Linked DNA regions of Mus musculus: region 2 is linked to region 1. A link is a contact called in public Hi-C data. All regions are on one chromosome and are shown on one strand. The core of a region is the stretch at or near the end of the contact, and the rest is flanking DNA. Distances in the headings are between cores, read along the strand shown. Region 1 overlaps Hmgcr (3-hydroxy-3-methylglutaryl-Coenzyme A reductase). Region 2 overlaps Ankrd31 (ankyrin repeat domain 31).

What was found. Hi-C and Micro-C count contacts between places; a contact is called where the count stands out from the background.
Region 2: a Hi-C map of liver shows a contact between it and region 1, with 2.4 times the contacts expected there. The contact joins two enhancer-like sites. A contact is called at or near these places in 2 of 484 Hi-C or Micro-C datasets (embryonic stem cells and liver) and 2 of 9 other capture datasets (adipose tissue and pancreatic islet).

Annotation. Positions count from the first base shown.
Region 1 is chr13:96,652,452-96,656,076 of GRCm38.p6, reverse strand. Hmgcr (3-hydroxy-3-methylglutaryl-Coenzyme A reductase) reads left to right here. Exons shown (of 20, transcript NM_008255.2): 13 at 65-223; 14 at 370-527; 15 at 1,156-1,261; 16 at 3,249-3,419. Among named protein-coding and RNA genes, the nearest start is that of Hmgcr, 17 kb to the left of the region's middle. Within about 2 kb of position 1,721, at least 11 of the 459 cell types and tissues checked have an H3K27ac peak or open chromatin away from gene starts, as enhancers often do. A contact at or near this core is called in liver and pancreatic islet, where this site is marked.
Region 2 is chr13:96,794,557-96,798,181 of GRCm38.p6, reverse strand. Ankrd31 (ankyrin repeat domain 31) reads right to left here. Exons shown (of 26, transcript NM_001370928.1): 8 at 1,883-2,443. Among named protein-coding and RNA genes, the nearest start is that of Ankrd31, 48 kb to the right of the region's middle. Within about 2 kb of position 2,036, at least 5 of the 459 cell types and tissues checked have an H3K27ac peak or open chromatin away from gene starts, as enhancers often do. A contact at or near this core is called in liver and pancreatic islet, where this site is marked.

The sequences.
Region 1 (3,625 bases), core at 472-2,971:
ACTGAGATGAGTGGTTGTCTGCTACGGTGCAGGGTTTCACCTGTAGCCCACCTGTGTTTCTTAGGTGATGGGAGCTTGCTGTGAGAATGTGATCGGATATATGCCCATCCCTGTTGGAGTGGCAGGGCCTCTGTGCCTGGATGGGAAGGAGTACCAGGTGCCGATGGCAACGACGGAAGGCTGTCTTGTGGCCAGCACTAACAGAGGCTGCAGAGCCATAAGCGTGAGTTGTTTACTTTGTACTCCTTGCTGAACTAGGGAGGAAGGCGGCTGGGCAGGGGAAGGCAACCAGGACAGATTCGGGGACAGACACAAGGACGATGGGAGAAACTGAAGTGGATTAATACAGTCCCATAATCCTCTGCTTAGCTTGGTGGAGGTGCCAGCAGCCGGGTCCTTGCAGATGGGATGACTCGAGGCCCAGTGGTGCGTCTTCCACGTGCTTGTGACTCTGCAGAAGTAAAGACCTGGCTTGAAACACCTGAAGGGTTTGCAGTGATAAAGGAGGCCTTTGATAGCACCAGCAGGTAGGTGTGTGTGTGTGTGTGTGTGTGAGAGAGAACATGTGTGTTCATGTGTTCATATGGATATTGAGCTTGTTCTCTGTGCTAGCTAAATACATTGCCTGCTTAGGGTAATGTAGTGCCCCCTGAATCCATTCATTTAATATGACTAATACTTATTCCTGGTTAGGGTAGATGTTGATGCAGACAAATTGTCCCGTAGAAATACATTGGATTTTAATGGTTGGTAAGGTGGCTCAGCAGGTAAAAGCACTTCCTGTGCAGACCTGGTGGCCTGAGCCACTCAGTAACAGTAAATTAGACAGACAGAAGCCGTCACTGTGACTAGACTGTTAGTTTCCCTAGAGAAGGATTTCCGACAGAGACCATGAGAGTTCGTCTAGCTGTGTTTACTTTGAAGACTGTCACAGTCACACGGAAGCTCATGAGTAATCGAAAGCTCCCGGCCAGTTCAGGCTAGTGTGTCTGCTTTCATCTGGACTTCACGTGTATTAAAGAGTTGGTCCACCTTCTATTCCATGCCTGAGAATGCCTTCATGTGTCTAAAGGAAAAAAAAATACTCCTTGCTGAACTAAGGAGTAAAATGTGAATCTCTTACCTTGGATTAACATAAAACCCTCGTGTTTACAGATTTGCTCGTCTACAGAAACTCCACGTGACGATGGCAGGACGCAACCTCTATATCCGTTTCCAGTCCAGGACGGGGGACGCCATGGGCATGAACATGATCTCTAAGGTGAGCGTGGGCGCTCTGCCTCTCAGGGCTCCATGGTGGGCACCGGGCTGGCCTTGAACTCATGCTGACTCTTGGGCCTTTGCTTTTTGAGTGCTGAGACCATAACTGTGCTACCGTACCCAGCCATACCTCCTATTGATACACCATATCCCTGTGGTACACACCTAACAGAGTTGACTGATTTCACCTTTATTAAAAGCTAACATAGTTTGGTTTGGTAGTGTTTCTGTTTTTTGTTGTTGTTTGTTTTTTTTTCTTTCTTTTAATTAGTTAGATAAAATGTACTTGTGTATATGGGTCTTTTGCCCGCATGAATGTCTGTCCCACATGCGTGCCTGATGTCCATAGAGGCCAGAAGAGGACATGAGATTTCTCTGAACTGGAGTTTGATATGGTTGTGAGCTTCCAGTGGGTGTTGATAATTGGACTTTGGCCCTCAGGAAGAGCAGCCAGAGCTCGTGACTGCAGAGTGGTCTGCCTAGCTGCACTGCTGTGGATCTGACACTGTCTGTGTCCTAAATGTCCTCACAAGGGTTGGAGGGATCTGGGGCTAAAACTTCAGAAGGTTGCCCAGTAACGACTCCTTCCTGAGGAGGCGTGGCCCTGAGGGTTCAGCTCAGTGCAGATTGAGTGTTGTAGGGAGGTGTATGGGCCCCAGATCAGTTCTGAGCACACCCAAGGTACCCCAAAAGAAATTGTCTCCAAATTTTGAAATTGACCTTTTCTAGAGACTTTTTGCTTGCTTTGTGAATGTGTGTGTGTGTGTGTGTGCGTGTGTGTGTGTGTGTGTGTGTGAGAGAGAGAGAGAGAGAGAGAGAGAGAGAGAGAGAGAAGGAAAGGGAGAGGGAGACAGGGTCTCACTGTAGCCTTGGTCTAACCTGGAGCACATTGTGTAGAGCAGGCTAACCTGCAACTCATAGTGAGTTTTTTTGTGTCTGACTCTGACTGCTGGTTTACAGGCAGGTGTTACCTTGCTAAGAAACACCAACTTTAAGATATCAAACCTACTCAGTTTGTTTGTATAATCCATTCATTTTGTTTCCTGAGAGGTTTTTATATGGTATACATTTCATTTTGCTGATAACTTTTTACCCAGAGACAAATTCAAAATGTTAAAATCATCTAGTCAGGCTACAGATTTTTTGTTTATAAAGATTATTCAGAAAGAGGAAAATAACTAAATGCCTAAGAATGAAAAATTGTAAGAAATAGTATGGGGGGTTGTGGTTTTTATTTTTCATACTGTTTTTTAATTGGGTATTTTCTTTATTTACATTTCAAATGGTATCCCCTCCCCCATCCCACCCCCAATTCCCCTGCTCACCAACTCACCCACTCCTGCCTCCTGGCCCTGGCATTCCCCTGTACTGGGGCATAGAGCCTTCATAGAACCAAAGGCCGCTCCTCCCATTGATGACCGACTAGGCCATCCTCAGCTACATAGGCAGCTGGAGCCACGAGTCCCACCATGTGTGCTCTCTGGTTGGTGGTTTAGTCTCGGGAGTGGTTTTTTTAACAGCTTGGAAATAGAACTGCTGTGTCATCTGTCTTCCCGCTCTGCTTTTGGAATTGAAAATGGTCTCAAAGTGCTATCTGTATATTCATGCTCGCAGCATTCATTACTCATACTAGCCAGCAGGAAGGAGTAAGCTAAGTGTTGATTGGGTGGATACGTGCACAAGGGAGAGATGCATTAAAGTAGAACATCATTCTAAGGGAACTCGTCAGTTACCAAAGTCTACACGGTTCCACTTATCTGAGCTAACCAGAGTTGTTAAGTGCATGGGCACCAGTCGAGTGGCACAGGGACAGGAAGGGTGATTGATGCTTTGTCAGGTTATGGAACATTAGCATTGGCAGATACAGATACAGAGAGTTCTGGACATTGGCTAGCTAATACCTTCGTGTCCGGAACGGCTGCGTTACAACTGTTAAGGTGGTCAGAACGGGGCTCCATCACGCATTGTGTCTGTTTGCTTCTTTCTAGGGTACGGAGAAAGCACTGCTGAAGCTTCAGGAGTTCTTTCCTGACATGCAGATTCTGGCAGTCAGTGGGAACTATTGCACCGACAAGAAGCCTGCTGCCATAAATTGGATCGAAGGACGAGGAAAGACTGTGGTTTGTGAAGCCGTCATTCCAGCCAAGGTGGTGAGAGAGGTGAGTGTGGATGGATGTTTCAGCCTGCCTTTTACATGGTAGTGTCTTTAGCTGAGTTGAGGCCAGGGTGGAGGCCCACAGCTGTAATCCCGGCTCTGGGAGTCAGGCAGGAGCAGCCCTGGAAGTCTGAAGCCAGGGTGGGTATAGGTCTAGGCCAGCCAGGGCTGAAAGTAAGTTTTAAAAATAATAAAACATTATGAGAATGC
Region 2 (3,625 bases), core at 787-3,286, 140 kb before region 1:
ACGAAGACCAGATTAACGGTGTGTGTGCTTCCTTGACAGGGGCAAGGTGATATATAACTCCCATATTTTCAAAGCCCAAAGGTGTATCAGGAACTCTTCTCATTTCTCCTTGATAGCCAACTATCGATCAAACTTCTATGAAGACATTTATATTTTACATGTACCACATAAACCTTGAGCTCATTTATGTATCCAGATGTAAAGCTTCTCAAAGAAAGTGTTGAATATTTTAATCACAGCTAAGTTAAGAGTATTTGATGTGAGTCATTCAACATGAATTTTCTTTCTATTTAAAAGGTTTCTCATTTTAAACTTGAAGACTTGCTAAAATCTGTGTTTACTTTACCAACAATAATCATATTTTCTACATTTTAGTCACAGTCCTTTTTCTGATACTAGAACAGTGAAATGTTTAATCATCTTTATCTCCTTAATTAATGTTTTGTTTTCGTTTCTTAATCCTGCAGTGCCTATCTGGTGGGCGACAGGCAGACTACATTGGCATTACTCCAGGCTACATTGGCATTACTCCAGGCTACATTGGCATTACTCCAGGCTTATATGCTGCAAGAAAAACTTGTTTTCTCCAAATCTTCCTGGATGTACATGGAATATTTTGTTAATAGCTAAGAGGAAATAAAAGAAATCTAAGTTTCTATTATTGTTAATTGATTAAGTTATATTTATAATACATTTATATAGCACTTCATAAAAGATTTCAAAGTGCTAAATTTTTTCACACTAAAAATATAAGCAACATATATTTAAAAAATAAGTTGAAATGTATCCTGTATTATACAGTCTTATTTGAATAAAATAAACTTACAAGGAGAAGTCACTGAAGCTGCACCAAACTGTTAACAACGTTTAGAGAGTGAATCTATAGGAGATTTTGTTACCATCCTGTTAGACAATCTTGTAATGCATGACATGTTCTTTTTGGTTTTGACTGATCTGAGACAGGGTTTTACTAAGGCCCCATGCTGGCCTTGAACTCCTGAACTGTTGACCCTGCTGCCTCAGCCTCTCTAATTACGTATGTAACACCATACTTGCCTTTACTTAATTTTATAATAATGAGAATACAAACTGTCAACGTGAAAAGGGAACTTGGCACTTGTTATACATCTACAGGGCCTCAATGCATAATGCTGTAGGAATCCTAAAACCACAATCTATGGCGTTTTACTCTTATTCCAAATAGGGCTCAAAGAAGGCTTAATCCCCATTGTTTGATTGGGTTGTTTGGTTTTTTGGTGATTAACTTCTCGAGTTCTTTATATATTTTGGATGTTAGCCTCTATCTTGTGTGGGGTTAGTGAGGATTCTTTCCCACTCTGTTGGTTGGTGATTTGTCTTATTTACTATGTCCTTTGCCTTACAGGGGGCAAATTTCCTAAACAGAACTCCAATGGCTCATGCTCTAAGATCAAGAATTGATAAATGGGACCTCATGAAACTGGAAAGCTTCCTCCATGTCCAGTTGCAGGGCTCCGTATCTACTCCATACTCAGGTAAATATAGTAATATCCTAAACAAAGAGAAATTTCTGGTAAGAAATTCTTTCCTATTACACTAGAAACTATTGATATGCCTTCTTATGTAGGTTGGGGAGAAAATAATTTTATCTTAATTCCTTGTAAATTCTACCCAGTACTTCTAAAAAGAGCAATCTACGCATGAAGGTTATCTTTCACCAATACCTTCTAGATGTTGGTAACTGGTGAGATGATTAGAATTTAACACACTAAAGATTATTACAGGTCACTACAAAAATTAGCTTCAGATATTCGTACTTGTATAACCACCTGTCCTACTGACAGATGGTGGTTTCACAACCTGAATAACCTGAACTATTTAAATAGTAGAGTAATAAATTCACCTGTGCTATTTGTGTACAATCTTCATCTACCTGAGACATGATGGGCTGCACTGCTAAGCATCCATTTCCACCACTAACACTGCTGCTTTTCTCTTGTCCTTGACAGCTGGGTCCCACATCAGCACCTGTGTTGACAGCTGCCAGCAATTTAGCTGGCAATGCAGCATCAGCCTTGTTTTCTAGTTCATCTCTACCCTGTGCTGCCCAGGCATTCAAAGGGACAGATACAGAACCCAAGGAGTTGCTCAATGTGCTGAACAACTCTTGAGGATTGAAGTCATCCATTACTTCAAGCAGTCTTTCTTCTTGGGTACATTCTGATGATTCTAGTAACTTTTCTAAAGTAGACACAAATGTTTCAAGAGAGCTTTCTTCATCTTTGGTTTCTTTAGATGTCATAGTCTGTGTTACTTCCTCTCCAGGCTCAGAAAGTGTGTTTGGTACTGCTAAGGTCTTCACTGGCTCTGTTAATCTCTCCTTTAATGCAACCAAATCAGGTGCCACAGGAGAAGTCCCTGAGAGAAGACTTACTTCAGGGGAATCTGAGTTTTCTCTTAGTTCCTGTGTGTTACATAAAACAAAGCAATATTTAAAATTAAAAGTTAGGTTTAGAACTCATTTTTATATTAATTTATTTTTTTACCAACTTTCTACTTCATCTATATTACTTTCCTGTATGAAACCAATAATGCCTGAATACATGGTTAAATATTTAACCAAGAGTGGTTAAATGGACCAAGAGCAACATTGGCTAGATCACAGATCACAAATTAATCTTCAACTACGCTTTAACCATCTGTTCCAACAAACAGATGTTCTAGTTAGTTAAATTAACAAATGACCTCAATATGTCACAGCCTAAGTAATGCGAGAAAATTCTTGCCAAATGTTTCTCTCAGTCATAAAATTATAAAATTGATACCACTTCACCTTCTGAATGTATATGCAAATGTGAAATGAGAAAAGAACAGGAAACCAGAGAGGAAAACCGAAGAGATGAGGATGCAAGTGTATGAAATCTTATGAATCCTGACTCTAAACTAATAACCCAAGGTTTTTGTTGTTTAAACATAAAACTTTCCCAGGGAGTTATTTTCAAGAGCAATGCCCTAACAGGTTGTATTTGTTCTTACAAAGTTTTGAATGTCCAATATCAGAATTACTTTTAAAGTTGCTATCCAAATTAGCTACTATGTTACTCAGGAAAATAATGTACTTTATAGGTATTGAAAGTTATGGTTTTCAATCATGTTGGTTGTTCCCCCACAACATATCTCCTACCTCTCTGGCAGGATGCATTATCATCTCCTAAGACTGCTAATAATTTGTTCTAAGTTGAACAAAAGAAGTAAGAAATTAATATATTCTATGTACTACCATTTTATCCAATATCTAGCATATAGAGCTTAATAAAATAAATTTATAATTGTAATGCTAACTATATGTATTTTCCAAAACATGCTGTCCAAAGGTTTTAAAAGTGTTTTTCTCAGATGATCTATTGGGAAATATTGATTTAACCAGTGAAAAATATCAGAGAATAAGCAATTACTTTGATCAATTTTATCAGTTACTTGCCACAGATCCAAAGGAAAGGAAGAACTTGAGGCATGAATAAATGATAAAGAAGGGAAATAACAACATATATTTATTCAAACACAACTAGGTGCCAGGCCAGAAGTCACTGCTCATGGTTCTCACAATAATTCTTTGAAACACCTGTCAGTATTTTATAGATGTTAA